Linked DNA regions of Muntiacus reevesi: region 2 is linked to region 1. A link is a contact called in public Hi-C data. All regions are on one chromosome and are shown on one strand. Each heading gives the region's core, a stretch centred on a gene start, on an enhancer-like site or on the middle of the called end of the contact. The rest is flanking DNA. Distances are from core to core; before and after follow the strand shown.

Region 1 (3,357 bases), core at 512-3,011:
CTTAGGGTGGAAGGGAAGAGTAAAAGGAGAACAATACTGCACCCAGATATCCATTTTATTCCATCAAACATCTCTCACTATGATCACCGATTACTTTGATGTCAACAGGCTTTTCAGTCCTTACTTATCTTTACCTTTCAACAGAATTCAACATTATTGGTTAACTTCTTTCACCTTTTCGGCAAAACTTGTACTCCTCTATCCAGTTACTAAACAGCAAGCATCTCTCAGCGCTCCATCCTAGGTCCCTTTCCTTTCTAGCAATGCACTCTCCTCAGGCAATTTCATCCACATCCATGGCTTCAATTACTATCAACATGGCAGATAATGTCTATATAAATATACATATATATATATATATATATATACATACATATATACACATACACACATTTATCTATGCACCCAGCTTACAGCTAAGCTCCAACCCCAGTATAATCCAATTGCCTACCTGACATCCTGTTAAGACATCTCTTATAGTTAGAGGCATGTCAGACATTGCCACCCCCAAGAGGCATTTACACAGAGCCTAAATTTCAAAGAATTACAAAACCACCCACAGATCAACTCTCTAGACAGAGGATTTTGTCATCAATTATTATTTCCTTTCACAGATCATGACCTAAACTAGGTAAACCTGACTACCTGATTTGATGGCTAGAGATGGGGAACAACCAAAGGCACGAAAAAAAATATAATCCATGCCTCTGAGTGAAAGATGACTAGGAGAGAGGTGAAAAATAGCCAAGAAAGTGAAACAGTATCATATCCCAAGGCCCGATGGACATGCGGCAACAGAAGTCACCTGAAGAGATAGCAGGCCTCGCAAAGAGGCGAGTGACGGACGACAACCCCCAGCCAAGAGGGGCCAGGTTCGGGTCGCGAGGGGAGCGAGTGACAGTAAAGACCCGGTCAAAGGAGATGAAAAGCGTGGGGAAAGCCAAGTGGAGTACCTGTGAAGCGACAGGGGGCGTCGCGGGAATGGGGGCGGGCAGAACAGCAGCCGGCGAACTCCAGGAGAGTGAACGCCGAGTGGGCGGACCGCACGGGGCGAGAAGGGAGGGGGGGGTGCAGGGTAAAACGGCTCCGTTGAGACGCTCGCCGTGCCCGCCTTACCTGTGCCTCTGAGTCGGAGCTTTGGACAGGCCTGCCGGAAGCTCGGAGTCCGCGTGAAGGGGGAGGAGCTGGGGGTCAACAAGGAAGGGACACCGGGCACGGAGAGGGGCCGCTCACTCCCCCAGTCAGGGAGAGCGGCTGATGGCGGGAACTGTAACCACACGCAAACACGCACGCACGCACGCACGCACACCCGACGCGACCAGGAGAAGCGCGTGCGCGTAAGCCTGGAAACCCCGCCCTTTCTACGCCCTCTCCCCGCCCCAGTACCGGGCGAAATCTCGCCGAGGTAGCCCCGCCCCTGCCCTGACGGTAGTACGCACGCGCACTTTCTACTTCACGCACTTTCGCCTGCCTACCATTTCCCTCCTACAGAGTCCAGTTGGGCATGCGCACTAGTTGTCCTCCCGGACTGCCTGGTTTTTCCCGCCCTTCACTGGCCTCCGGAGGGAGGTCAGAGTTCACGCCCCTCTCTGGAGATACCTGCTCCAAGCCAGGGATGGGGGACACTAGCAGGGGGCGGGTGTCCTTCTGGTCCTGAAGGGACAAAACAGACTCGAGGATTGTTAACTCCAGGAACTGCGGGGGCGGGGGGGGGGGGGCGGGAAGAGGGTGTGTGGGCGGGGTCAGAGGTGAAAGGTCAGAGGGCTGCGGAGGGGGCGGAGCGAACCGGAGGCGGATGGCGGCTGCGACGTCTCGTCATTTTCGGCGGCAGAGGCGCTGAAGCTGGGACGCGGTTTGGCGCGTCCGGCGGTGGGAGGAGAGCGGCGTCCGCTCCCAACATGCACAGTCTGGCGACGGCTGCGGTAAGTGGCTGAGCTTTCCGGCCTGGGCCCCAAACCCCTCCTCAGCCCCGCGTTTCGGCCTTCTCTCCTAGCTCCCTATGGCAGGCCGGGAGTCCACCAGCCCTCAACCCGCGAGGCCCCGGCCCCCCTCCTCGCCGACCTTGGCTCTGGCGGAGCCGGTCCCCACTCTCCCCGCCGACCGGCTCTCGCGGCCTCTGGCTCCGCGTAGCGCGTTCTTTTCTGGTCCCGGGGCCTGGTTGCGCGGCTGGAGCGCCTCCCTTGCGGCCCAGAGGGGCCATTCATTGATTCATTGCTCTACCAACAGTTTTAGGCCGCCGTTTGCGTGCGGGCGTTTGCGGGGGCGAGGGGACTTCCGAGGTGCATCTGACACTCCCTGCCTAGGCTCGTCGCGGCGGGGAGGAAATGGCTTCTAGCTCAAACCACTAGCTTTACAGATACAAAATCCGAGACCTGAACAAGTGACTAGTTAGGATGTCTGACTTACGGTTCTCTGCGTTTAAAACCTTTTTTCACATCTCGTTTTACCAGCGTGATCTTTGACCAAGAAAAACAGTGTAAACTCCTAATAACCATGCACTGTGACTCAGGGTAGAGTCTGCCTGCAATGCGGGAGACCTGGGTTCGATCCCTGCGTCCGATCCCTGCGTCGGGAAGATCCCCTGGAGAAGGAGATGACAACCCACTCCAGTATTCTTGCCTGGAAAATCCCATGGACGGAGGAGCCTGGCAGGCTACACAGTCCGTGGGGTCGCGGACACGACTGAGCGACAAACACACACACAAACACACACAACCTAGCTGAAGTAATCCTGCGGTTTCCCGTTTTGTTGAAGTAAAACCCAAACACTTTGCGTTGCCTACAAGGCCCTACCTGAGCGTTTATGTTCCTTACCCGTGTTTTCAGTCTCGACTTTCACATTGCTCTGCAGGCTGCAGCTACAACTGGCCACCGTTCCATCTCTTCTACTTAAACTTTTCCCAAGTTTTGCTTCATTTACTTGTTTGATATTTGTCCCCCTTTTGAGGTCAGGGACAGGGATCATGTAGATCCTGTTTACATGGTTACTTCAGTGCCAGGACAGTTCCTGGCTCAAATATTTTTGCTGAATGCCTGGATATTGATGAGGGCGGTGACAACTGAGCGAATAGCCGTGATGGGCAGACAGGATCATGTGATTTGAGCATACTCTTCTGAATGCTCATCCAACTTTTTTCAGTTGCATCAAGGCGAAGTGGCTTAAAGAGAAAATAATATACTGAAGTTTCATTACCAGGTAAAATGACATAAATCCTCAACAGAGGACAAAAATTAAATTTAACAAAAGTTAAATTTAAAGTTTAAAAGTGAGTTGGTGTGACTAGGTTACAGACAGCCTTGTCATTGCCAGGGCTAGTGGCGTCTCTGCCTCCTGGCACCATGTTTCTAAAGTGTTTG
Region 2 (3,357 bases), core at 288-2,787, 130 kb before region 1:
CTAAAAGCAGAGGCCGAGTCGTGTTGTCCAGTGGATCCACAGCCCCCGACCACCTCCCCACCCCGCCCTGGACCCCAGACCCGAAGCGGACGCGCCTTGGGGCCAGCTCTGCTCGCGACCCGCCGCCCACACGGGGCCTCTCTCTCCCGGGCGCCCCCTCCGCCCGGCCGGGAGAAAGCGCGCCGCGCTCGCACCCAGCGGCCGGACAGGACGAGACGCGCCCGCCCCGCCCCGCCCGGCGGGGGAAGGAAGTGCTGGGGCGTGTTTATCAAGCCTTGGCGTTATTAATATTTTTAAAATGTGAACACAAAACAGTAACGACAAGTAGAAGGAACTTCATAGACAAGGGAAAAAAAAAAAAAGAAACCAAACAAATCCCACCCGTAAACCTCACCGCGCAGCACACGGGAGTTTTGCTCGCGAAGAATCCGCATGGAAACGCGGGCCCCGTTCCCGGGGCGAGTCTGCACGGACCCGAGTGGAACGGGTGTGCCAGTGGATGTCCGTGGTCCCTACGGTCCGGCATCGAGTCCCCCTGTGTGGGGCCGCGGCCTGATGTCCCCTCCCCAGCAGTTACAGAAGGGCCGGCGGGTGGGAAGCAGAGGAGGGGGCCTGGGGAAAAGGAGGGTTTCATTTTTTCGAGGTCGGTGGGATTTGGCTATGCGAAGCGGTAGGAAGCGCATTCAGGCAGAAGGAACGGCACGTATAAAGGCCCTGAGGCGTGGAGGCCCTTGGCTTCAGGCGAGAAAGCCGGGTGGCTGGAGTGGGCATGGGGAGTGGACGTGGCCGGGCGCCCGGTGAGGAGAGGTCGGCAGGGGGCACCCCGGGGCAGACAGCTGGAATTTCTGCGCCCTACAGCTCTGGGTTTAGGGAAAAGGGCCCGAGACTGCGGGTAGGTCACGGTCCGGTTAGGGACCTAATTGTGTAGCTGAGCATAGTCGTTTGGAGGTGCAGCAGAGGCTTTGCACATTCACGACTTCCCCTGCGACCACCGGAGAGAAGACCCACTTTTCAGACCAGATGGTGTTATCCCTATTTCCCAGATGAGAAGACCGAGAAGCTGCCAGTCCCCGACCTTTGGAATGTTCAGAGGTGGAGTCGCGCTGCCTCGGGGCACTCCCGGGCGCTGGCGCCCCGGGCGGGCCCTGGTCCCGGGCCGCTCTGCGCGGAGAACCGTGGGCCGGGGTGTCGGCCTTGCCACGCAGCCGCAGAGGCTTGGCCTCGCTGGCGGGCTGGCGGGCGGGCGGCGGGAAAGGAGGCGGCGCCCCCGGGAGCGCGGCAGGAACCCGGCCGGGCCCGCCTCCCTGCCCGCCGAGCAGCGCCGGCCCCTCAAGTGATGAAAGCCCCGGCCGAGTCCAGGTCACGCTGAAGTCGTTGCCCTTTTAAGGGGGAGCCTTGAAACGGCGCCCGGGTTCCATGTTTGCATCCGCCTCGCGGGGAGGAAACTCCATGTTGTAACAAAGTTTCCTCCGCGCCCCCTCCCTCCCCCTCCCCCTTAGAACCTGGCTCCCCTCCCCTCCGAAGCTCGCGGGGATCCCTCCCTCCCACCCCTCCCCTCCCCCCCGCGCCCCGATTCCGGCCCGAGCCGGGGGGGAGGCCGGGCTCCCGGGCCAGAGTCCGGCCGGAGCGGAGCGCGCCCGGCCCCATGGACAGCTCGGCCGTCATTACTCAGATCAGCAAGGAGGAAGCGCGGAGCCCGCTACGGAGCAAAGGTACTGGGGCGCGTGGAGGGCGCTTAGACCGGGCGCCGCAAAGAGGAGGGGGCCGGGACCCTCTCGGGGGCGACAGTTGCCGCCGCCGCCCAGGGCTCCCGCCGTGGCGGGACCCGAAGCTTCCAACCGGAGGGGGAGCTGGGTGAGAGTTTGAACTTGCAGAGACTCGGAGACTCGGGGCGGGGCCTGGCGCATTTTGGGGCGCTCCGGTCTGCTCGAGGTGGGGAAACTGAGGCAAGGGTGGAGCACGGAGCGCCCTCCGGGTTTCCCAGACTGGGTGTGCGCGAGGCCCAAGAGTCGTCCCCCCTACTCCCCCATTGGCGCCAAGGGGGCTGGGAGATGGGGGGTCTGAAGAGGGCGCCTTCAGGCCACCAGCTGAGACTCCGCCCCCTCCGGGCCGCGGTCTGGCTGGGTCGCGGGAGGGGGCGCCGAGGTGACAGCGGGCGGGGGAGGGTTGGAAAGATCTCCCGCTAAGACAGGGCCACGTTCCCCACAAACTTCCGCGTCCCGCGTGGAGGCGCGGAGAGAGACAACCACTTCTAAGGATCGCCCGCGCGCCCGCAGGAGACGCGTGATCGGACCGCGCACTTGGCTCCTGGAGCCGGTGGGCACCGTGTCTGTGCATACACGCAGCGAATGCCGCCAGCATCGGCCGGGCACCCCGGGACTGATGGTTCTGGTCTAGGGGGTCTGCCTCTCCCTGTCCTGGTGTGGACTTACGAGGCTAGGAAGTCCCTCCAGGTCTGTCCACTTGTGGCCGACCTAGCTCCGCCCGGGGTCGGAGGCGGGGGGGGCGGGGGGCGGAGGGTGGAGTTGGATAGGGGGTCGGTGGAGTGTGGGCCAGTCTATCAGCGGGATCTAGGTTGGAGGTCCAGGCGGGGGCGGAGGAGGAGGGGCCAGTAGATGGCCGCAGGACACTAGTTTCAAGCCCCCACCCCCTGTGTCTGGGCCCAGCTTCAGGGAGGACTTTGGACCTCTGGAGGCGGAGAATGGAAGGAGGGCGGGAGTGGGCCCCAGAGCCCCAAGCCCCAGCCCTCTTTGGTAGGGGCCCCACTGACCAGGGGCTGCTCAGGTCCGGTGTGTGTCAGGAGGTGCCCCTATGCACTGCTCCCCTAGCGGAGATGGAAACTGTTGGGAAGAGAAAACACCTCCCGTCCCAGCCTCCAACCAGCCCACTCCCTAATGTGGGTGACGTTGTACCCACATTAGAAGAACTTGTGGGGAGCAGAGGGGTGGCCTGGAGCCAAGACTGTCAGGCTGCCACCTTAGTGTGTATCCCTCAATGAAGGTAGCATGGCCAGATCCTCTCAGCCCAGGGGTTGGCAGCCGGGCATGTAGGCACAGCCCTGCAGGCCAGGCAGTGTGCACGCCCCCACCTCGGGCCTCCCTGCTTTAGGTGACCAGAAGTCAGCAGCCTCTCAGAAGCCCCGGAGCAGGGGCATCCTCCACTCGCTCTTCTGCTGTGTCTGCCGGGATGACGCGGAGGCCCTGCCCGCCCACAGCGGGGCACCCCTGCTCGTGGAGGAGAATGGTGCAGTCCCCAAGGTGCGTGCTGGCCAAGTAGCGGCTATGAGGGCACCTGGAGTCAGCCCTTCGGGGGGGTGTAGGGAAGGGGGCTCTTCATGACGTGCTGCTAGGCCCTGTG

Evidence for each region. A called contact is a pair of places that touch in the nucleus more often than the background predicts.
Region 2: a contact with region 1 is called in a Hi-C map of muscle, with 3 times the contacts expected there. The contact joins the promoter of CTDSP1 here to the promoter of CNOT9 in region 1. A contact is called at or near these places in 2 of 3 Hi-C or Micro-C datasets (blood and muscle).

The regions. Positions count from the first base shown.
Region 1 is chr3:130,059,755-130,063,111 of mMunRee1.1, reverse strand. It overlaps CNOT9 (CCR4-NOT transcription complex subunit 9), which reads left to right and starts at 1,761. Exons shown (of 8, transcript XM_065930587.1): 1 at 1,761-1,922. The coding sequence starts at 1,899. USP37 (ubiquitin specific peptidase 37) reads right to left here and starts at 2,947. Exons shown (of 25, transcript XM_065930575.1): 1 at 2,815-2,947.
Region 2 is chr3:130,187,926-130,191,282 of mMunRee1.1, reverse strand. It overlaps CTDSP1 (CTD small phosphatase 1), which reads left to right and starts at 1,537. Exons shown (of 7, transcript XM_065930589.1): 1 at 1,537-1,712; 2 at 3,109-3,257. The coding sequence starts at 1,646.